Regions from separate parts of the Drosophila melanogaster genome. Here region 2 is linked to region 1. A link is a contact called in public Hi-C data. All regions are on one chromosome and are shown on one strand. The core of a region is the stretch at or near the end of the contact, and the rest is flanking DNA. Distances in the headings are between cores, read along the strand shown.

The links. Hi-C and Micro-C count contacts between places; a contact is called where the count stands out from the background.
Region 2: a Hi-C map of the Kc167 cell line shows a contact between it and region 1, with 1.7 times the contacts expected there. The contact joins the promoter of lncRNA:CR43836 here to the promoter of oc in region 1. A contact is called at or near these places in 2 of 107 Hi-C or Micro-C datasets (the Kc167 cell line and the S2 cell line).

The regions. Positions count from the first base shown.
Region 1 is chrX:8,646,654-8,652,334 of dm6, forward strand. It overlaps oc (ocelliless), which reads right to left and starts at 4,028. Exons shown (of 4, transcript NM_078536.4): 1 at 3,441-4,028.
Region 2 is chrX:9,047,331-9,052,388 of dm6, forward strand. It overlaps lncRNA:CR43836 (long non-coding RNA:CR43836), which reads right to left and starts at 1,661. Exons shown (of 4, transcript NR_073642.2): 1 at 1,460-1,661; 2 at 1,084-1,399. It overlaps Nost (Nostrin), which reads left to right. Exons shown (of 8, transcript NM_001298100.1): 3 at 1,920-3,605; 4 at 3,707-3,792; 5 at 3,855-4,080; 6 at 4,138-4,887; 7 at 4,948-5,058.

The DNA.
Region 1 (5,681 bases), core at 2,778-5,277:
TCGCATAAAATTATATTTATTTATTCCAGCTGGCTTTGGTGAAAAGTGCAACCTTGCTGCCGCTGGAGGATCGGATCGCGATTATGATGATGATGAGATGTGGATGTGGATTCCAGCTACTGACTTTTGACTTTGACGTTGACGTTGGCTGAAGTTTAATTAAGCAACGTGCCAAATAATTGAAAAAGTGTGAAGATTTGACAAGTTTAAGAGGCATTAAAATCTAGCCTCCGACTATGAACACTCACAGTTGCAATATATGTACATATGTATGTACATATGGCCTAGAAATCAAACGACTAACTGTTTGCGGCGCTGCGACAACTTTTCCACTTGGCCACATTTTTTAATTAGTTTCTGTATTTTCGCTTATCGCACGGCAAATTATTTATTATTTACCTAATCGAATTGACACATGAGCAGACGTCGGTGTAATTAACAGATACGAGGCAGATTGCTCAATCATAGTAATCTATCGTCTATAGATTTAAGCATAATCCCCACGACTTGTCCAAGTAAAACGTACTCCCTATCAACGAGAATTGCGATATATGATGGATATACTCGACTATGCTAACAAATTGCTGCTTTTAATTGCTTTCCCATTAAGTTAACAATTAGCGATTCGATATGGTTATCACATATAAACGAGTGAGTTAAACGAATTGCAATTGTATAAGCAAGAAGTTTTTATATTTCCATATGATGTAAAGTGCTCTCAAACAGAATATACCTATATTCCTAGATCTACCTGTTCATTCACAAGCCACTTTTTTGACACACAAAACCCAATAAATTTCCATAAAATTGCTTTTAATTCAATAAATTTCTGGCTTTACATCATTTTCTCTGCCTCTTCCCACAAATCCATTCACACAAAAAAAAAACCAACCAAAAAATAACAGAAAAAAAAATGTTGAATGAATTGCGCTTGTTGTTTTGGTTATTGTTGTTGCCTTGTACAAATGATTGCATCATGGACAGTGGACCAAAAATACAAAAAAAAAATATATTGTACATATCAATAATAGACTAATAGAGTAAAGAGCTCCAGTCGAATCGCAGCACAAACAAAAACAGCAAGAAAAACAACGACAGCGGCTAGAAAAACTTATTATTTGACGCATTGTCAATGTGATCTTGATAAGTCGAAACTGGAAATGGAACCTGAAGACTGAAAACTGAAAACTGAAAAAAAAAATAAACCTCCGTCTGAGTGATTTCTATTTAAATGGCTTTGTCAACGAAATTTGAGAAGCGAATAGCAACAACACCGCCAGTATCGCGTAATGAGCAAAGAGTGAAGAGAGATAAAAATTAATAATACAAATAATTGGTAGGCAAAAAAAAAAATTGGGAGAAAAAAAGTCAGTAAGTGCGTCCAAGTCCAAGAAACGCTGGATGAAATGAAATAAACTGAAACGAAATGAAACCTCACTTAAGGCGAGGCGACGCCACAAGAGATTGACAAAAGATGACGACAAAACAAAAAAAAAAAAAAGGCAACACCCGATCTCCCAGGTACGAGCATATATATCCATACCCATGCCAAGTGTGTGGGAGTTCGAGTTGATCGCAACCAAACCGATCCGAAAGATTTGGGGCGTGCTAGGGAAGCGGAACAATGGATACCGTTTCACAGTGAGCGAAAATATGCCCACATATTAAAATATAACTCAAAAACCACTATGGAATAGGCTAGAACTACTAGTATTGTTCAATACTTAATCAATAGTACAAAATATGGAATGCTAACATATTGATAAATACTATTAGTTGTAATATCTATCACATCATGTCCCACAAGCATATCGAACCAACGTACTTCCAATGAATTCTTGATCTAATGTTTAGCTATGCCATTGCTATGTGAATCTACAACTTCGAGTACTTTTTTTTTCAGTGCTTCCTAGAGCGAAATTCACTTATTCGCTGAGCTTTATGGATATCCGCGATAAGGTATCAAATGTGTCGCGACGCGATCTCGGCGACTTTCAATTCACAATCGACAACGCTGGGCGGATGTTGTGAATGAATGAATTGGCATTGGAAGATTGGTACATTGAGGTATTGTGATACTATGGGGATCTAGGCAGGGCCAGCAAGCACAAGCGTGGGTGGGACCGAATAGATCCCAAGAGATCCCCACCAGCTTCACCAGCTACACCAACTGCACGAACTCCGTATCCGAATCTGAAGCCGAATCCGAATCCCATTCTCAACACTTTGATTCGAATGGAGAAAGACTATCGGAATGGGAGAAAAATGAATCGACTTGCATATTTAATATTCAGTTGCTTTATGTTAGAAAACCATATGCAAATTAATAATAAAGCAGAACAACAAAGTAGCCAGCGAGGAGTCAACGTATTATTCAGATATTTTAATTTATAGCCGCCGCTTTGAAATTAGACGATCCGATCGCTAACATCGGGAAGTGGGAATGTGGTGATGTGGGGATGTTGGGAATATGTGTGAATAATGTGACCCGAACGGGTCCGTCGGCTGTCTTCTATTGTATCTAGTATTGATTTTCTTGGGGTTTCTTCGCCGTTGGCCCTATCATTTTGTTAGCCTTTTTTCTATATCACATTTCTCGTATCGATTTGGTCGGCTCTTGCTGGCTTCTTTTTGTTTTGCCTAATTAGGGGAGGCGGCCTTAATATGCCCATTAAAATTATGAAAATCATAACGAATCTCCGAAACGCGCATTTTCTCACATTACGATCAGCACATTAGTCATAGGCGGAAATTTCCTGACCGAAACCAGATTTTTAAAAAAAAGGCTCCATCATATCACGAAGAGCTGAAGGAACTGAAACAAAGTTTCGGGCATGGAATAGGTAACTCTATTGTTGGACTTGGGAGTCCCCGAAATCAATGAATAGTATTCCAATTAAAGACTTCTAAGATCCATTGAATCTGAAGCTAAATAAAGACTAGTATATGTGGCAAAATAATATCGGTTGATTATAGCATTTGGAAGAACATTTTAACCTTGTAAATATATGTAGAAGTGTAAGTGAAAAACAAAAGATCTGTCAAGTTCGGCTAATCGAAAATAGTGAACCAAACATATTATAACATATCTCTAAAGTCTGAGCTTTATAATGAAGAATGAAGATTGGCTCAAGAATAAAGTTGAAGCGATAACGAAAAAGAAAATAATTAAGCTTTACAGCGTGTTAGATCTTTCAATATTATTCCAAGTTTAAAGAGTGTATTTCAAATATGTCATAGATAATGTAAGACTTGTGACCTAATATCTCTGCTAAATAAACAAGTTGATAAGAGTAATCCCTAAGATAGATTCCCGCTCCCCCAAAAACTACTTAGGTCTACAGATTCCCCATGTAATCCGTGCTTATCTCTCGGCTCCACATTCCTTGCTGGATATATAGATTGCTACCGATTTCTCGATATCGGCGGATCGCACTCACCGAAAAAAAAACACAAACAAAACTAGAAGCAAAACGGTGCTGTATTCCAATGGTGACTTGTTTTCGGATCCAACTACTATATGGTTATGGCATGAGTATATTTTACACATGCATATATATAAAGATATATATGTATATTTATATATATATAAATATTGTATTCCAGAGATGTATGTTTTTTGGGCGATGTTTATGGTTTAGCACTGGCAACACGGTAAAAAAACAGATTCTCGTCACTTGGCACTGCGTTATATCCAAAAGGATATATCTCTCTGTATTACTTAGTATTCTCCTCTGGGGCTCTTTGTTTCTCTATAGCTGTGTTAGCTATAGCTTCTCGTGTTGATATTTGTTTATTTGTGTTTGATTGGTTTAGTTTGCTTCGATTTGATTTGATTCGGTTTGGCGACGGCGAATTGATTGTTGTTATTGGCTTGCGCTGGTGCTTGCTTGCTTATCGGCGAACGCGGCGAGTGGCGAGAGCGATCGAACGAGCGGCGAACGGGGCGAATGAGCAACTGAGCAACTGGGCGACGGACGACGCACAAAAACAACCCGAGCGGCACGAAAGTTACTCTGGAAATGAATTGCGGTACACCTTCCACGGACGATGGCAGCGGCGGCAGCAGCGCAGCGAGCAGCGGGCAGAGCAAAAGTCGTTCGACCAGAGTCTGCGAAAAAAGAAAAACAACAAGAAAAAATGTTGGAAGAAGAAGCAGGAAAAAAACAACAAACAAACACCAGCGGTGGTGGAAACGAGAGGGAGAGCGAGTGAGTGCCTGCTTTTAGCAATGGCTGCCCGGCTCTCTACCGCGCGCCAGAGTGAGATAGCCGTAGTTTCGCTCCGTTCCAGTCGTTCAGTATTTCGCTCTCTCTCTCTCTCTCACTCTCTTGCGGCATCTCTCTCGCACGCCGCTTACAACCTGACTGAGTGGGAGCGAGACAACTGCTGGTGGTACCGTTTGCTGAGCAGCTGTATTTACCGCTGTGTTGTTGCTGCTGCGCGTGTGTGTGCGCGCGTGTATGAGCGTGTGTGTACGTTGCTGGTGTGCGTTTGAGTGTGGGACCACACCCCAAAAAAATTCAGTTCAACAACTTTGTTGTTGCCACAAGAGCAAAAAACGAGGAGCAAAAAATACATAGTCATAAAAGGAGGAAAAAAAAGCAACAACGTACCTTCGTATTTTTGCGCGGCAGCAATGAAATTTTAATGAAAACGACAAGACAGCGAAAACAACGCAAAAATTTGTTAGCTAACAGCGAAAGATAAGGAAACGGGGGTAGGTGGCGACGGGCGTTTAAAGGACGCTGGTCAGTACCGCTACTTTTGCTACTGCTGCTGCTACTGCTGCTACTGCTTCTTCTTTAGCTTCCTCCTCTTCTACTTCTGCGTCGCAAATTGCCATGCACACACAACACCAGCGGCGAAAGCGCGACAGGGATGGGGAGAGCCAGCCACTCACACTTGGCACGCCCCCTCTCTTTCGCCCCAATGGGCGGCCCCCATTGTTCAATTATCATTTACGCAAAGTGAGGCGAAAAGAATCGAAACTTAAGGTGGATTTGGGTTTAAAGTCTAGTTTGCTATTCGTGGGCTAAGAATTGCTCAAAAGAGGTCTTTAATAAATGATTTCAATAGATATAGCTATTATAATTATGATTTAGTTTTGCAAAGCGGTTTTGTTAGTTTTAATTTTCAACTAGCTTATAATTATTAATTAGCTTATTTATAAATTCTCTACCATGGCAGTCTAACTGTAAATGATATTTTCGAGCAACCAACACTTTTTGTGCCCAAACATTTTTTTCTGTTATATTTTTGCCTTGTAGCTGACGCAGGAATAAAAATTCGCAGAGTTGGGTGGTTTGGGGGAGCAGCGGAAAAAACCTTATCAAATTTTTATGACAATTTGAAATAGCTGACGACAGTTGTTTGGCCATCTCACTCGCACTAACGGCCCGCAGGTTTGGGCGGCGAGAAAATGTTGCACAAATATTTTATGGATTTTTCTTGTTGAAATTGCTGTGTGCTTATTATTTTTTTTTTATCCAGCTACCGCACTTTTCCCATTTCCAGGCGGGCAAATTAAATTGTTGCGGCTAATTGATGTGTAGATGAAACATGAGGCAATTACCCTTCGAGGGGAAAAGCTTAGCGCACAAATTGGGACTCGGACACAACGAACGGGAAATCTCGAAAAAAAAATTGTACAGAGAGCCCGAAATGAAATAAAACAAAAA
Region 2 (5,058 bases), core at 411-2,910, 400 kb after region 1:
ACTGGGGGCTTAATGATCGTCGCTTGTCCCCAGTTCTTACCCGCCCCCTCTCTTCGTCGTCCCCCATTCCAGTGCTCCACTTTGGGATGCAATTGCAACAACAGAAATCGGAGTTTACCCGCGTTATATGCTCATTTGTAATTAGAAAATCCACTCTGCCCAGGGAAAATGAGAAAACAATTTGCATTTCATTCAAGCGAAGTAATGGAAATTGGAAAAGGGAGGCGGCGAGGGAGAGAAATCGTTGAGAATAACCATTATCTGACTTAACTCGAAAGTAAATAGTTCATAAATAAATGATTTATATAATTACCAACACGGAATGACGGTGGATAGAGAGGCATAAGAAGAAGACGAACAGCAGCGGAACGAAGTGATCGTAAAATAGGCACAATACCAGAAATTTGAATGGTAATTTCTAAACAAAGAAATATTGTTAAATTTCCTATAGGTATTTACTTTTTTTAGCGTGCATAAATAATTATAAAGTTAGGTCAAGAAGATCAAAAACAATATGGGTCCTTTGAATGAATTAAATTAAAAAGAGAAATTTTAATGGGTTGGCTTATACATATTTTTTAATATATGAATCTGTTTTTTTTAACTGATCCTATTAGCTTGATCGTTGCTGTGGATCCACACTTGATCGGACAGACACAAAACAGAAAAGGAGACAGACAGACGTCGCAGTCGGCGTCGCTGTCGATGGGGGCGCCACGGGCGGCGACTTTGCAGTCGCTGGCTTAGTTTTGTTATTCCATTTATTCCAGTGGCCAACGCAGCGATTTGTGCGTCCGCTTCTTCTTCCCCTTATCTCTTCCACTGCGCCGCGTCCCTTGCCTTCCTTGCTGGCCCTCTTTATAAACCCCCCCCCCCCTTCCCCCACTGAGCACAAAACCGATTTGTAATCTCTACCTGCATCGAAAACTGGAGCAAAGAGGAAGGGAATCGGGTGAGCAACAGTGGGGGAAAAGGTGAGAGCACGGTGGACAGAGAGGGTTAGGGGTCGCCAGAAGGTGAAGAAGGGAGCGACCTTTTCATTACATTTCTCCCTATTCTTAGCACCGTTCTTAAGTCACTTACCCATTCCTTCTCCTTCGGCTCCTTCTTGTTTTCCTGTTCTGTTCGGTGTGTTTATGTTATCTGTGTACACTTTGCTATGTAGGTGAAACATCGCCTGCTTATGTTACTTGCTACAGGGTATTACGGGTATAACGGATGGCTATTTCGGATTAACCATTTATGGAAGAATGTGCTTCCAGTGGAATTTAGATTGCCTTAGGCCATGGTTGCCACTTTTCATATGAACTAAATTAGGGAGTTAATAGCTTTTACATTTCATTCAGTGCCTCACTTGCTCGCGTTTCTTCTGCAACGAAAGGTGTACAGTTCAGCATATCTAAAATAACAAACAGATAATAGTTATTAGTGATAACGGTAAATGTATGCAAGTGCATACCTACTACATTTTAATTGTTGGTAATGTTGAGTATCTGGTTGCGATATGATTTCTTATGCAAGAACTTATTAAAATAATGTGTCTCGTTTGAATAAAATGAATATTTGTTATTTCCCGTATCACATTTACATGTTAACACTCCGTAGAATACAATTCGCGAACTCGATTGATGAATTATGACAGCACTTTGACCAATCTGATTCTTTCCAAAAAAACGGATGCTTTCCCATCGACGAGCGTCACTTCCAGGTCGACTCTCGCTCTCCTCTTTTGTCGCTCTCTTTTTACCTAGAAGAAGCCCCGTTTGCTCTCCCCCTTTTCATCGTTCCCTTCGCCGCGTTGCATTTGTTGTTGCTTTACCTTTCTCACGCACACACACACACACAGACGCACGAACGAGAGTGCAAGTTTAGGAATTGGAATTTTTGTAATGTTTTTGTGTGTCCCATAAATCGAACAGCCGTCAAAGATGAACCACCTGCGGGTGCACAAATTCAAGCTGGGCGGCAAAGATAATGCCGCCATGGCCGATTTGCCCCAATCGGAAAACACCACCAACAATAACAATAATATCGGAAGCAATAATAATCAAAAAGGCGGTGCAAAAGGATTTCTGGGAAGGATTAAGCGCTACTCAGTGTTGGGAAATAAACTGGGACGTCGTAATCTCGGCAGTATGAATTTGAATCCGCCGAATAATGTCGTTGATAATTCCGTTTCGCCCACTAAACTCCATACTGGAAGCTACAATATGACCGGTAGCCATTCCGATGATCATCGCCTGGAAATCGGAGCTCCGATTTTAATATCGACTACAACATTGGACACCGACCGTTTCGATGTCACGGAGGCGAGACTCAAACAGATTGGCGGCGGCATAGCCCAGACCTCCAGTATAGTAAGAACCCTGACGCCCAGGAGTTCGGATGAGGAGGAGTTTGTGGACGCCAGGAGTAGTCCGCAACAAATGGAAAGGGATGAGGATCTGCAAATCGCTGATGATCAGGTCGAAAAGAACGATCGCGATCAGTATGGTCATCAATTTCAGCTTCCTAAGAAACAACATCGTGAAGAAGAGATGGGGGACTTAAAATATCTAGACGATCTGGAGGAACCAGAACAATTTGAGACGCCCAAACACGAGGTGGAGGAAAAGCTCCTGACTGCCAACCAGGATGTGAAGCGCCCCATAACGCCCATAACCATTGCCATAGATCCCCCAATCAGACGACCACGTATTGCCCGCCAGCAAAGGCAATCGCAATCCGTTCAGAATCTGCATCGCAGCGAACTGAAGGTATACCTGCACAAGTCCAACTCCGTGGCGCTGGACATGAATGTCACGGCTCCGGCAAAGCTGGGCTTGGACTTGAATCTGCCCGAGTTGCCGGAACTCTATGGAGCCAGCGAGCTCAGTTTGGCGGCCAGTGATAATAAGGAAAATCTGCCAGCGGTGAAGCCATCCGCTGAGCGATCGCCCATACCAAATGGTGGCTTCATGGCCCAGCAGCCACATTTCAAGAGCCTAGACTCGTTCCACCTGAACACCCGCTCCCATTCGAATCAGAGCTCCCAACAGAGTTCCCGCCAAAGCTTGGCCTGCAGCAGCAGCAATGGGGAATACGACTTTGATCTGAAGTCGGTGAGCTATCAGAGCCTGAATGCCCAGAATCTGTTCGTTTCGATTGACGAACTGCAGGAGCTAACGCGTCAGATCAACGAAACGGAGGATTTTGGCAAGGAGATCGATCTGGAGTACTGCGCGCATCGCGATCAATTGAGACCCAGTGAACGCAGGATCACCCTGCTGAAGAACAAAAACCAAACGTTGATCAACTTCAATCACAACAAGGAGAAGCTGCGTAAGGGCTGGCACGGCATGAAGCACTGGCTGGGCGAGGAGGGCTCCAAGATTAAGGAGGCAGTGCGTCAACAGACGCCCCTCAAACGTCTGGCCCAATCACGGAGCAATCTTAACCAGTCAACTGCGGATGCCAGTCGCCAGTCAATGTCGCCGGAACGCACTCAACGCGATGTAACCGAGAGCTGTGAGGATGTCACCGAACGCACCGAAATGGAGTCGTCCATGTCGCACCGAAACAGCGAGGAGGATCTGTCGCCGCATGCCAAGCGGTTCAAGGATGAGGTACAGGTTTAGCTGTTTGTTGTTGGTCTGGGGTTGCTCCATGGGATGGGTGTATTGGGGGGTAAACTGTATACTAATGATGTTATTGCTATTCTAAACAGGGACAGAACGGCTTCGAGGAACTCCGGCGATATGTGAAGCAGGGCGGTGATTTTAGCAAGGAGCTCATCTTTGTCCTGCAGGAGAGGTGAGTTAAAGATCAAATTTAGTTTGTTTGTTTCATTCAAATTATGTTTTTAAACCTTACAGAGCCGATTCGGAGCTGATCTACTCCAAGTCGCTATCGAAACTGGCCAACAAGCTGAACAAAGCGGGCAGGGAAATTCCCGGGAGCGTGGCCGACGCCTGGCGTGGAGTGGCTACGGAGATGGAGAGCCGCAGCGACATCCATCGCCAGTTGGCAGCCTCGCTAACGGATGAGCTGGTCAAGCCGCTCAAGATCGTCGTCGAAGGACATCACAAGGCGCGCAAGGCGGTAGGTACAATTTAAAAGCCAGCTAAGCATATAAATTTAAGCCAACCCAATCCTCAGGTGGAAAGCAACGTGGACAAGGCGGCGCGAGTACTGGGCGAATGGCGAGCCAGCGAGGCGAAAGCCAAGAAGGCCTCCCATACGGCGGCGCGCGAGAACGAGAAGCTGCAGGACGCAATGCTGGACGTGCGCATCCAGAAGTCACCATCGATTGCCCTGCTCCACCAGGGACCCAACAAGCAGGCCGCAGAAAAGGAGCTCAAGTCAGCGGAGAAGGATTGCGTCAAGCTGGATAACAAGCGCAAGAAGGCCGAGGAGGCGGTGAAGCGTGCGGATGTGGAATACTACACCCTGTGCGTGCGTTCGGAGCGAGCACGCGTAGACTGGGAGATGGCCGTGCTCCGGGGAAGTGCCCAACTGCAGAGCAGCGAACAGCAGCGGCTGGGCAATATGCACAACTTTGCCCAGCAGTATGCACGCCTCATCTCGGACATGAATCCGATACTCGGTGGCCTGAGCACACGCCTGCAGCCGCAACTCGATGCTTGCAATGTGGCTAAGGATATGCAAGTGGTGCGCCACATCCGCCGCAATTCGGAGGGACCCAGTGAGCAACTCCTACCGGACTTTTACTGCGAACACACCACGCTGGCCATGAATCGGGAGCGTCGCAAGCACGCTCTGATCAAGCTGCTGCAGCTGGTCAAGACGGATCTGGAGCGGGAGCGACGATCCCGCGACGGATTGAGGGGACTGTCGCAATCGCTTAACCATCAGGAGCATCAGAACATCACCGATAAGCTGTACCACGTAAGTTTATCACGTTTATATGAATCGTTAGGAGGCATCATTAAATATGGTTCATTCTAGATTCGTTCCATGCTGACCTATTTGGAGGGCGCCCGTCTCAAGCTGCACTCTGCCCTCTTGGAGCTGGACCACAAGCCCAGAGCCACTCACCCACTGGCCCAGCACATTCAT